3 separate regions of the Mus musculus genome follow, and regions 1 and 3 are each linked to region 2. A link is a contact called in public Hi-C and HiChIP or PLAC-seq data. All regions are on one chromosome and are shown on one strand. The core of a region is the stretch at or near the end of the contact, and the rest is flanking DNA. Distances in the headings are between cores, read along the strand shown. Region 1 overlaps Ryr1 (ryanodine receptor 1, skeletal muscle). Region 2 holds the start of Catsperg1 (cation channel sperm associated auxiliary subunit gamma 1). Region 3 overlaps Ryr1 (ryanodine receptor 1, skeletal muscle).

Region 1 (2,967 bases), core at 10-2,509, 170 kb after region 2:
CTGAACTCCTTCTCAGGACGCACTTGGTGGATGGAGAGAGCTGACTTCTAGCCTTATTAGCATCCAGCATGTATTAGCCCTCCCCTGCTTCACCTCAGGAATAAACAAATGAAAAAATTTACAGGATTCACTGTAGCCTTGAATGGCCTGGAACTTGCCCAATACACTAGGCTAGCTTCAGACTCACAAAGATCTACCTGACTGTCTTCCTAGTGCTGAAATTAATGACAGGGACTATCATACCCATACCTAAATAAATGAAAAAAAAATTTTTTTTCGTGTGTATGGGTATCGAGTATGTATGGGCCCTGTGTGCATGCAGTTCTCGAGGAGACCAGAAGAGGGCGTCAGATCACCGGGGACTGGAGTTACAGATGGTTGTGAGCCACTATATGGGTGCTGGAAATTGAACCCAGGACCTGTGCAGGAGCAGCCAATGCTCTTAACCACTGAGTCATCTCTCCAGGCCCATAAAGTAATCTTTTAAAATTTACAAAGAAAGAGAGAGAGGAGAGAGAGAGAGAGAGAGAGAGAGAGAGAGAGAGAGAGAGAGAGAATAGGAAAGAGAAGTGGGGGGCTGAATCCCCACTGCATTTGCTGCACGGAGAACCTCCGCAGTGTCTTTAGATAAATGTCAAATATCTAAGTGACCCTCCATCCCTGTGTGGCACACATACTTCATACTTCCAAAGGTAATTTCATGACTTCCGGCACACAGTAGGCATGAAATATGAACCCTGATCCTAACCCTAAATGAGCAGACACCATTGTCTCCCCAGACACAGGCGCTCACTGAATGAATACATGTTTCATTTCCTCAGATTTCCAAAACTACCTACGGACACAGACTGGGAACACGACCACCATCAATATCATTATCTGCACAGTGGACTACCTCCTGCGGCTGCAGGTGAGGAAGGGTGGCCCAGCCCCATGGGACCTGAGCCAGGGGCCCGAGGGACCTCGCATGGCTCCAGCATCCTTCATGCCCTCCCGGACCCACAGGAATCCATCAGTGACTTCTACTGGTATTACTCGGGCAAGGATGTCATCGAGGAACAGGGAAAGAGAAACTTCTCCAAAGCCATGTCGGTAGCTAAACAAGTGTTCAACAGCCTCACCGAGTACATCCAGGTAGGGTCCGCACTCGGGGACCTGCGGAGGCGGAGCTGCCGGCATCCAGCGCTCCTGCTGAGGCTTCAGGCCACCCTTTGTTCCCCAGGGACCCTGCACCGGAAACCAGCAGAGTCTGGCGCACAGTCGCCTCTGGGATGCCGTGGTGGGCTTCCTGCACGTGTTCGCGCACATGATGATGAAGCTGGCTCAGGTTTGAGTTCGTCTGAGAACAGCTCTTTCCCTCCAGCCATCCCCTAGAATCCCCTGATCGGCCCCTGTCCCACTGGTCGGTCCCCTAGTGCTCTGCGCATGCTCCAGACAGGTTCGCTCCCTATGGCCCAAACCCCTTCTGAATTGGTCGTCTGCATGCTTTTTCCTCTTTCCCACTAAACTGCTCATTTCCCACCTATACTTCCACCGGTTTGACTTTGGAGCCCATCCCTCCCGTCCAGAACTCTTCTAGGACAGGTTCATACCATTTTCCTTCTAATGAGGTCATCCCAGATTCTTCCAGCTCTGGGGAATAGGATGGGACTATGTTGCTAGGTTAGGACCTGGGGCTGAAGCGTTCCTTCTTTTACCCTGCCTGCGGCAGAAGACTCCCGTGCCAAGTACCCATGATGTAAGGATCCTGCTCCCAGAATACTTGCCTTGCTCCTCTACAGCTTCGTGAATGCCTCGCGCACACCTCATCCATTTTGTGCTTCTGCTTGGTCGCCTTAGTCAAAGCTTCCATGTACAGTTATGCGAGTTTGTGCTCCGCGGGCAACCACGTGGCGCTAGACACAACCTAACCATTGCAAATATATTGGTGCAGTACAATAACTGTCCGGCAGGTGGCAGACAAGTATTCCATATAATTTCCCACAAAGCAGTGTCTTAAGAAAGCAGAGACCTCCTAATTTGTCCAGAGTGCCATCTGACTATGAAAGGAATTGAACTGAAATTTTTCAGTTTCTCAGTACAGTTGGCCGTGTGATGTTGCTGTAAACTTTAAATATTGGTGGAAACACACTTTCAAGTATTATGATAATTCATCAGCCGTACTCCAGACACACGTGATAAGGGATATTCAATACAAGGAGCTGGAAGTGTGACTCAGTCGTAGAACACCTGCCTAGAATCATTTAGTTAGGGCCTGAGAAAAAATGGTGCTAGGCTTCTCTTCACCACACTAGCAGCTCCAGGCTGTGTGAAACAGGTCTTTCCTAAAAGTTTTAAATAAAAGATCCAAGATTCTCTAACTGCTATCTTGGGTCATGTGCTTGCCAGTGGTCTCAGCCCTAGGGAAGAAAGGTTGGCCAGACCCACTGATGTATTCATTCCTAGAGCCATGAGTTAGCCCCATGAGCTCTGAAAGAATTATAACTCACCCCCTCAACTGTGACATCTAAGACAGGCTCGTGGGAAGGCACAGAGCCCAGGCCCACTTAACCTAGAGATACTTGCTTCCTAGTTTGTTGAGGCCTTGGGTCAGAATACCAAACTTTGAAACCATGGGTTGCATTAGGGTCAGAATGAGCGGCTCACAGTGCAACCAGGTAGCACAGCTCATGTGTAAGTCATGAATGGCATGTGCATGTGACTCAGTATAGTACAGATGCCACCACGGGGGACTTTGACAGAGGTTTCTGTGAGCTCCCACATTGGACACTGCGGTCAGGCATGTACTATGTTCTTAGGCTCCCCCAAATGGCATACCAGAACTTGCACAGCTGTCCACCTCACCTGCAGCCTTTCCTCTTGCACCTCCTCACGGTCCCACCCACCCATCACAGTTAGCTCTGGCATGGCCAACCGCCCCATAGACCAGGCACCAGGCTGGAATGTTATCCTCCTAAGATTTGAGTC
Region 2 (2,800 bases), core at 263-2,762:
TTTGAACTATTGCAACACTCGGGGCCTGAACGAGGACCTGGGGCGTGGCCAAGAGAGGAGACTGAGCGAGGATTTGAACTATTGCAACACTCGGGGCCTGAATCAGGACCAGGGGCGTGGCCAAGAGAGGAGACAGAGCAAGGATTGGAACTACTGCAACACTTGGGGCCTGAACCAGTACCAGGGGCGTGGCCAAGAGAGGAGACTGAGCGAGGATTTGAACTACTGCAACACTCGGTGCCTGAATCAGGACCAGGGGCGTAGCCAAGAGAGGAGACTGAGCAAGGATTCGAACTACTGCAACACGTGGGGCCTGAACCAGGACCAGGGACATGGCCAAGAGAAGAAACAGACCGAGGATTTGAACTACTGCAACACTCGGGACCTGAGTCAGGGCCAGGGGCGTGGTCAAGAGAGGAGACGAAGCGAGGATCCGAACCACCGCGACACTCGGGGTCTGAGCCAGGACCAGGGGCGTGGCCAAGAGAGGAGACAGAGTGAGGATTTGAACTACTGCAACACTCAGGGCCTGAACCAGGACCGGGGGCGTGGCCAAGAGAGAAGACAGAGTGAGCATTTGAACTACTGCAACACTTGGAGCCTGAACCAGGACCAGGGTCGTGGCCAAGAGAGAAGGCAGAGTGAAGATCCGCTCTACCGCGACACTCCAGACCGGAGCCAGGACCAGGGGCGTGGCCAGAAGAGAAAGCAGAGCCAGGATCTGATTTCCAGAACGACTCAGACCTTGAGCCAAGGCAAAGAGCCTAGCGAGTTCGGAGGTGTGGGCGAGGATTCACGAAAGGACAAGAAGACTCTAAGCCGGTTCCTGAGCAGGGCAGGAGCGAAAAGAAAGGGGCGTGGCGAAGAGCAGTGTGTGGGCGGGGAACCTTTTGAGGGCGGAGCCAAGTCCCCTGAGGGGCACAGTGGTAAGGAAAACAGGAAGTGCTCTGGCAAGGCAAGAAAAAAAAAGAGGGACTTGGCGAAGAGTAGGTTAGGAGTTCCAAGAACGGGAACAGAAAAGAGCAAAGCCAGGGCAAAGAGAGAGAGAGTAACTAGGAAGCAGGGTGAAAAGAGCCGCAGGGGTAGGGACAGTAGTAAGAGCAGGGGCGGGGCGAGGAGTATTAGTAGGGGAGGGGCGAGGAGTATTAGTAGGGGAGGGGCGAGGAGTATTAGTAGGGGAGGGGCCGGGAGAAAGAGCAGGGGCGGGGCAAGGAGTGTTAGTAGGGGAGGGGCCGAGAGTAGGAGCAGGGGCGGGGCGAGGAGTATTAGTAGGGGAGGGGCCGAGAGTAGGAGCAGGGGCGGGGCGAGGAGTATTAGTAGGGGAGGAGCTGGGAGTAAGGGCGTGGCAAGGCCTAAGAGCAGGGCCCGGGCAGAGAGTAAGGGGCCCCAAAGCCTGATCAAAGGTGGAGCTAGGAAGAAGAGTGGGAAAAGGGGCAGGAACTGAGCGGTTTCCTAGAGATCAGCCTCAGCTAGCCAACTTGCAAGTGGGTGTTAATCCCCACGTTCTCCAGGTTCTAGCTACATGGTGTCCCGGCCAGCCATGTCCCCGGTCAGCCCTGTGTGGCCGAGAAAACCAAACCTTTGGGCATTCTGGGTACTGCGGCTAGTGCTATTGCTGTCGTTGAAGTCGTGGGCGGAAGATACCTTACAGCATTGCACCTGGCTTCTTGTCCTGAACAAGTTCGAGAAGGTAGGCTTGCATCTCTCCAAGGATCGATTTCAAGATCATGAGCCCATCGATACAGTGGCCAAGGTGTTCCAAAAGTTGACAGACTCGCCAATCGATCCGTCAGAGGTGAGGGAAGTGAGATCAAGAGTATCAAAGAGATTTGGGGTCAGTAAATAGAGAGATCTCGAGTCAGTACACCAAGTGACTAGGTATTTCCTCCACCTTTCTTTACAGAACTATTTGAGCTTTCCTTACTACTTGCAAATCAACTTTTCCTGTCCGGGACAGGTAAGAGTTTACAGTATGAGTAGGCTGATTTCTGTAAGTCTCCAGTTTCCCATTTTCAGCAGTGTTTTTTCAATACAGTTTAATAGTAGTCTCCACCAACCCTGAAGGCATTAAAGATTCAGTCTCCCACTAGGTACAAGAACACAATAGGGACAAAAAGTGAGCACAGCACTCCCCCCCCCACGGGGCCCCATTTTAAAATTGAGATGTAGCTCTTATTTTGTTTAGGGGCCTAGGGACAGAATCCAAGGCTTTGTACATGCTACCACTGCTACCTGCTACCACCCTGTTCTCAGCCCCTAAAGGTGTCGTTCTAAAGTATACAGATCAGTACATTTTAGTGTATCTACAGAGTCAGGCAACCGTTTCAGCTCCATTCTGTCATTCCATGACAGAAAAACTGTGACCAAGGCAACTTATAAACCAAAAGTCCATGAGCAGCACAGTAGGGAACCCGGTGGGACCACCATGGCAGGTACTTCCATCCACAAGCAGGAGGCAGAGAAAGCGAACTAGGAATGGTGCAGACCTCAAGGCCTAACACCCCTGGTGACACATCTTCTCCATGAAGGCCATATGTAATCCTATTCAGTCAGACCCACAGCTAAGGACCAAGCATTCAAACATAGGAGCCTGGGGTGTTCAAACAGTACCTCACTTAAGCAATCACACTAACCTCATTATCTTTCTCCGGAACGTTCCTATTATCCTCCAATAAGAACCCTGTGTCTGGGCCGGGCGTGGTGGCGCACGCCTTTAATCCCAGCACTCGGGAGGCAGAGGCAGGCGGATTTCTGAGTTCGAGGCCAGCCTGGTCTACAAAGTGAGTGCCAGGACAGCCAG
Region 3 (2,874 bases), core at 287-2,786, 140 kb after region 2:
CTGCCGCTTCCTCTGCTACTTCTGCCGAATCAGCCGGCAGAACCAGCGCTCCATGTTTGACCACCTGAGCTACCTGCTGGAGAACAGCGGCATTGGCCTGGGTGAGCTATCCTCAGCTACATAACAAGTTCAAAGCCAACCTGGGCTACCCTGAGACTCTTTCTCAAAAACAGCATAAAACCCAAACCTAGGAAACAGTGGCTCAGACAACCTTGACTGACCCACAGTTCACAGAGCAGACAAAGAATAAAGTTCAGCCCAACCCAGAGCCCCGAGCGTTGGGATTGGAAAAGCTCAGACCAGCAGAGGCACTTAGTACATTTTGCAAAGGGGGTGGTCAGGAAGGACTTCCCAGAGGAGGAGACACAGTCAGGAGTTGAGAGGGGCTGGAGAGATTACTCACTGGCTAAGGGTGCTTATTGCTCTATCAGAAGGACCAGAGTTCAGATCCCAGAACTCAGTTTATGTGACTCACAGTCACCTCCAGCCCTAAAGGATCTGGTGTCCTCTTCTGGCTTCTACGTTTACCTGCATCACACACACACACACACACACATACACACACAGAGAGAGATGCACTTAAATAGTTTTTTTTTAAAAAGGAGTGGGAAACTCTAACTGCTCTTTGTCTCCACAGGCATGCAGGGCTCCACACCCTTGGATGTAGCTGCTGCTTCTGTCATTGACAACAACGAGCTAGCCTTGGCATTACAAGAGCAAGACCTGGAAAAGGTGTGGCCGGAGGAGACCTGGTCACGCCCAACTGTGTGGGCACATGCTGGCTCTGAGCACCCTGTTCAGACTGATGCTGGCCATCCCAGGGCCCAATCAGAAAGGGGCTGACTTGCAAGGAGCAGCCAGCAGCCAGTGGCTCCTTTACTCTGCAGAAGAGGGGCTGGGAGCAGGTCTATGGGCTACGCTCCCATCCGGGTGGCCCTGGTTATCATAGAGGAGTAGGGCTACAGAGCCTTTGGAGTTCAGACACTAGTCAGTAGTTCCACTCCTTGTTGAGTGGCCTGGGAAAGAGACGGCTTCTTTTGACCTCTGTCACTTAATCTGTTCAGGGAATATGCGATCATGATTTTTAAGCATTTATAAGCCAGGCCTGGTGGCTCGTGCCGTCAGTTCCAGCACTCTGAGGCAGAGGCAGGCGTGAGTCTGTGAGTCTGAAGCCAGCCTGATATTCATAGTGAGCTCCTGCAAGGCTGCATTAGAAAGACCGTGTTAAAACAAAACAAAACAAAACAAAACAAAACAAAACAAAGGCTGGTTAAAGAAGCTAAAGTAATATTTGCATAAAGCTCAGAATGATGTGAGCAGCTCAGTGGACCCCAGAAGAGGAGCAGCACAGAGGCCTTGGAGCAGCAGAGGACGGGTGATGGCTGGGACAGAAGCAGTGGGGGCTGAGTGGCGAGAGGTGACATCACAGAGGTCCTGTGGGCCATGGCAAGGTTGTTGGGCTTTATCACAAGTGAGACAGGACCAGTGTTGGGCAGGAGAAGGAAGCCCTGGCTCATGTTTGTGGGGTGGGTGTGAGGTAGATAAGGACCGGATCTTGGGGAGGAGAGTGGTCTTAGACTAAGCTCCGTTTCCACGTTGCAGGTTGTGTCATACCTGGCAGGGTGTGGCTTACAAAGCTGCCCCATGCTTCTGGCCAAAGGGTATCCTGACATCGGATGGAATCCCTGTGGGGGCGAACGCTACCTCGACTTCCTGCGTTTTGCTGTCTTTGTCAACGGTGAGGCAGGGTGGGGCCTGTGGGGTCACTGGCTAAGCTTCCCTCTGGTGACATTCATCTCCTGGGCAGGGGTCCCTCTAAGTAGACTTGCAGGTCAACAGGGACCTGACATTACCCTTGAGTGTGTTAGCTTCTGGGATTGCGTGGGGGTTCCCCAAGAGCTCTCCTGAACTTTCTGGGTGCCAGGTGAGAGCGTGGAAGAGAACGCTAACGTGGTTGTGCGGCTGTTGATCCGCAAACCCGAGTGCTTTGGACCTGCCCTGAGGGGTGAGGGTGGCTCAGGGCTGCTGGCTGCCATCGAAGAGGCCATCCGAATCTCTGAGGATCCCGCACGGGATGGGCCGGGTGTCCGCAGGGACCGGCGACGTGAGCAGTGAGTCCCCGTCCCTGTCCCCTTTCCAGGATGGTAGCCATCACTACCATGTCTCTGGATTCTAACCACCACCTTCTCCTCTCCAGCTTTGGTGAGGAGCCCCCTGAAGAAAACCGGGTACACCTGGGACATGCCATCATGTCCTTCTATGCTGCCTTGATTGACCTGCTAGGACGCTGTGCACCTGAGACGCATGTAAGCCCTGGGGGCGGGGGTGGGGGGAATGGAGAAAGCAAGGTGGGGTGGGAGGGAGTTGGGTGTGCATGATCAGCATTCAACCTCAGCATTCAGGTACTGGACAGCATTCATATAGCTCACTTGGGTGTGGTCCTGGGCTGTGATGCTGGGCATACACTTATGACCAAAACACCCTCAGGTTCCAAACCCGTGGAGCCTAACCAGTAGAGGAGGGAGACAAGATGTGAAGAAGCAAAGGACTCCTGGTAGGAGTAGAGGGATTCCTCACGGAGAGTAGAACCAAAACTGGTGCCACACTGCACCCTGGCACACACACCTATGATCACAGCACTGTAGAGGCAGGAGTACTGAGTCTGAGGCCAGGCCAAGTTACGTGACAAGACCCTACCTCATAGCTGTGTATGGTGGCCCACACTTGTAGTCCCAGAACTTGGAAGATAAAAAGCAGGAGGATCAAAAGTTCCATGCCATCTTGGCTAAATAGCAAGTTGGAGGCCAGCCTGGATTGCGTGAGAACTTGTCTCAAAAAAAAAAACAAAACAAAAACAAAACAAAAAAAAAAAAC

The links. A called contact is a pair of places that touch in the nucleus more often than the background predicts. HiChIP or PLAC-seq counts read pairs in DNA pulled down with a chosen protein or histone mark.
Region 1: a contact with region 2 is called in an H3K4me3 HiChIP or PLAC-seq map of embryonic stem cells, with 21 read pairs. The contact joins the enhancer-like site here to the promoter of Catsperg1 in region 2. A contact is called at or near these places in 1 of 39 promoter capture datasets (hematopoietic stem and progenitor cells), 2 of 15 datasets of contacts at CTCF or cohesin (large pre-B cells and pro-B cells), 8 of 484 Hi-C or Micro-C datasets (B cells, CD8 T cells, centroblasts and 5 more), 8 of 115 datasets of contacts at active chromatin or transcription factors (bone marrow-derived macrophages, embryonic basal ganglia, embryonic stem cells and 3 more) and 4 of 9 other capture datasets (adipose tissue, embryonic stem cells, liver and 1 more).
Region 3: a contact with region 2 is called in a Hi-C map of the G1E-ER4 cell line, with 2.3 times the contacts expected there. The contact joins the enhancer-like site here to the promoter of Catsperg1 in region 2. A contact is called at or near these places in 1 of 39 promoter capture datasets (liver), 1 of 15 datasets of contacts at CTCF or cohesin (embryonic stem cells), 5 of 484 Hi-C or Micro-C datasets (the G1E-ER4 cell line, embryonic stem cells, liver and 2 more), 6 of 115 datasets of contacts at active chromatin or transcription factors (embryonic basal ganglia, embryonic forebrain, embryonic stem cells and 1 more) and 3 of 9 other capture datasets (adipose tissue, liver and pancreatic islet).

What each region holds. Positions count from the first base shown.
Region 1 is chr7:29,038,748-29,041,714 of GRCm38.p6, reverse strand. Ryr1 (ryanodine receptor 1, skeletal muscle) reads left to right here. Exons shown (of 106, transcript NM_009109.2): 85 at 822-910; 86 at 1,006-1,134; 87 at 1,223-1,327. Among named protein-coding and RNA genes, the nearest start is that of Gm38979, 11 kb to the right of the region's middle. Within about 2 kb of position 1,259, at least 117 of the 459 cell types and tissues checked have an H3K27ac peak or open chromatin away from gene starts, as enhancers often do. A contact at or near this core is called in B cells, CD8 T cells, bone marrow-derived macrophages and 6 more, where this site is marked.
Region 2 is chr7:29,209,637-29,212,436 of GRCm38.p6, reverse strand. Catsperg1 (cation channel sperm associated auxiliary subunit gamma 1) reads left to right here and starts at 1,512. Exons shown (of 28, transcript NM_001368407.1): 1 at 1,512-1,795; 2 at 1,904-1,957. The coding sequence starts at 1,523.
Region 3 is chr7:29,074,028-29,076,901 of GRCm38.p6, reverse strand. Ryr1 (ryanodine receptor 1, skeletal muscle) reads left to right here. Exons shown (of 106, transcript NM_009109.2): 41 at 1-101; 42 at 638-732; 43 at 1,603-1,738; 44 at 1,925-2,111; 45 at 2,198-2,306. Among named protein-coding and RNA genes, the nearest start is that of Gm26604, 3.9 kb to the right of the region's middle. Within about 2 kb of position 1,536, at least 2 of the 459 cell types and tissues checked have an H3K27ac peak or open chromatin away from gene starts, as enhancers often do. A contact at or near this core is called in the G1E-ER4 cell line, where this site is marked.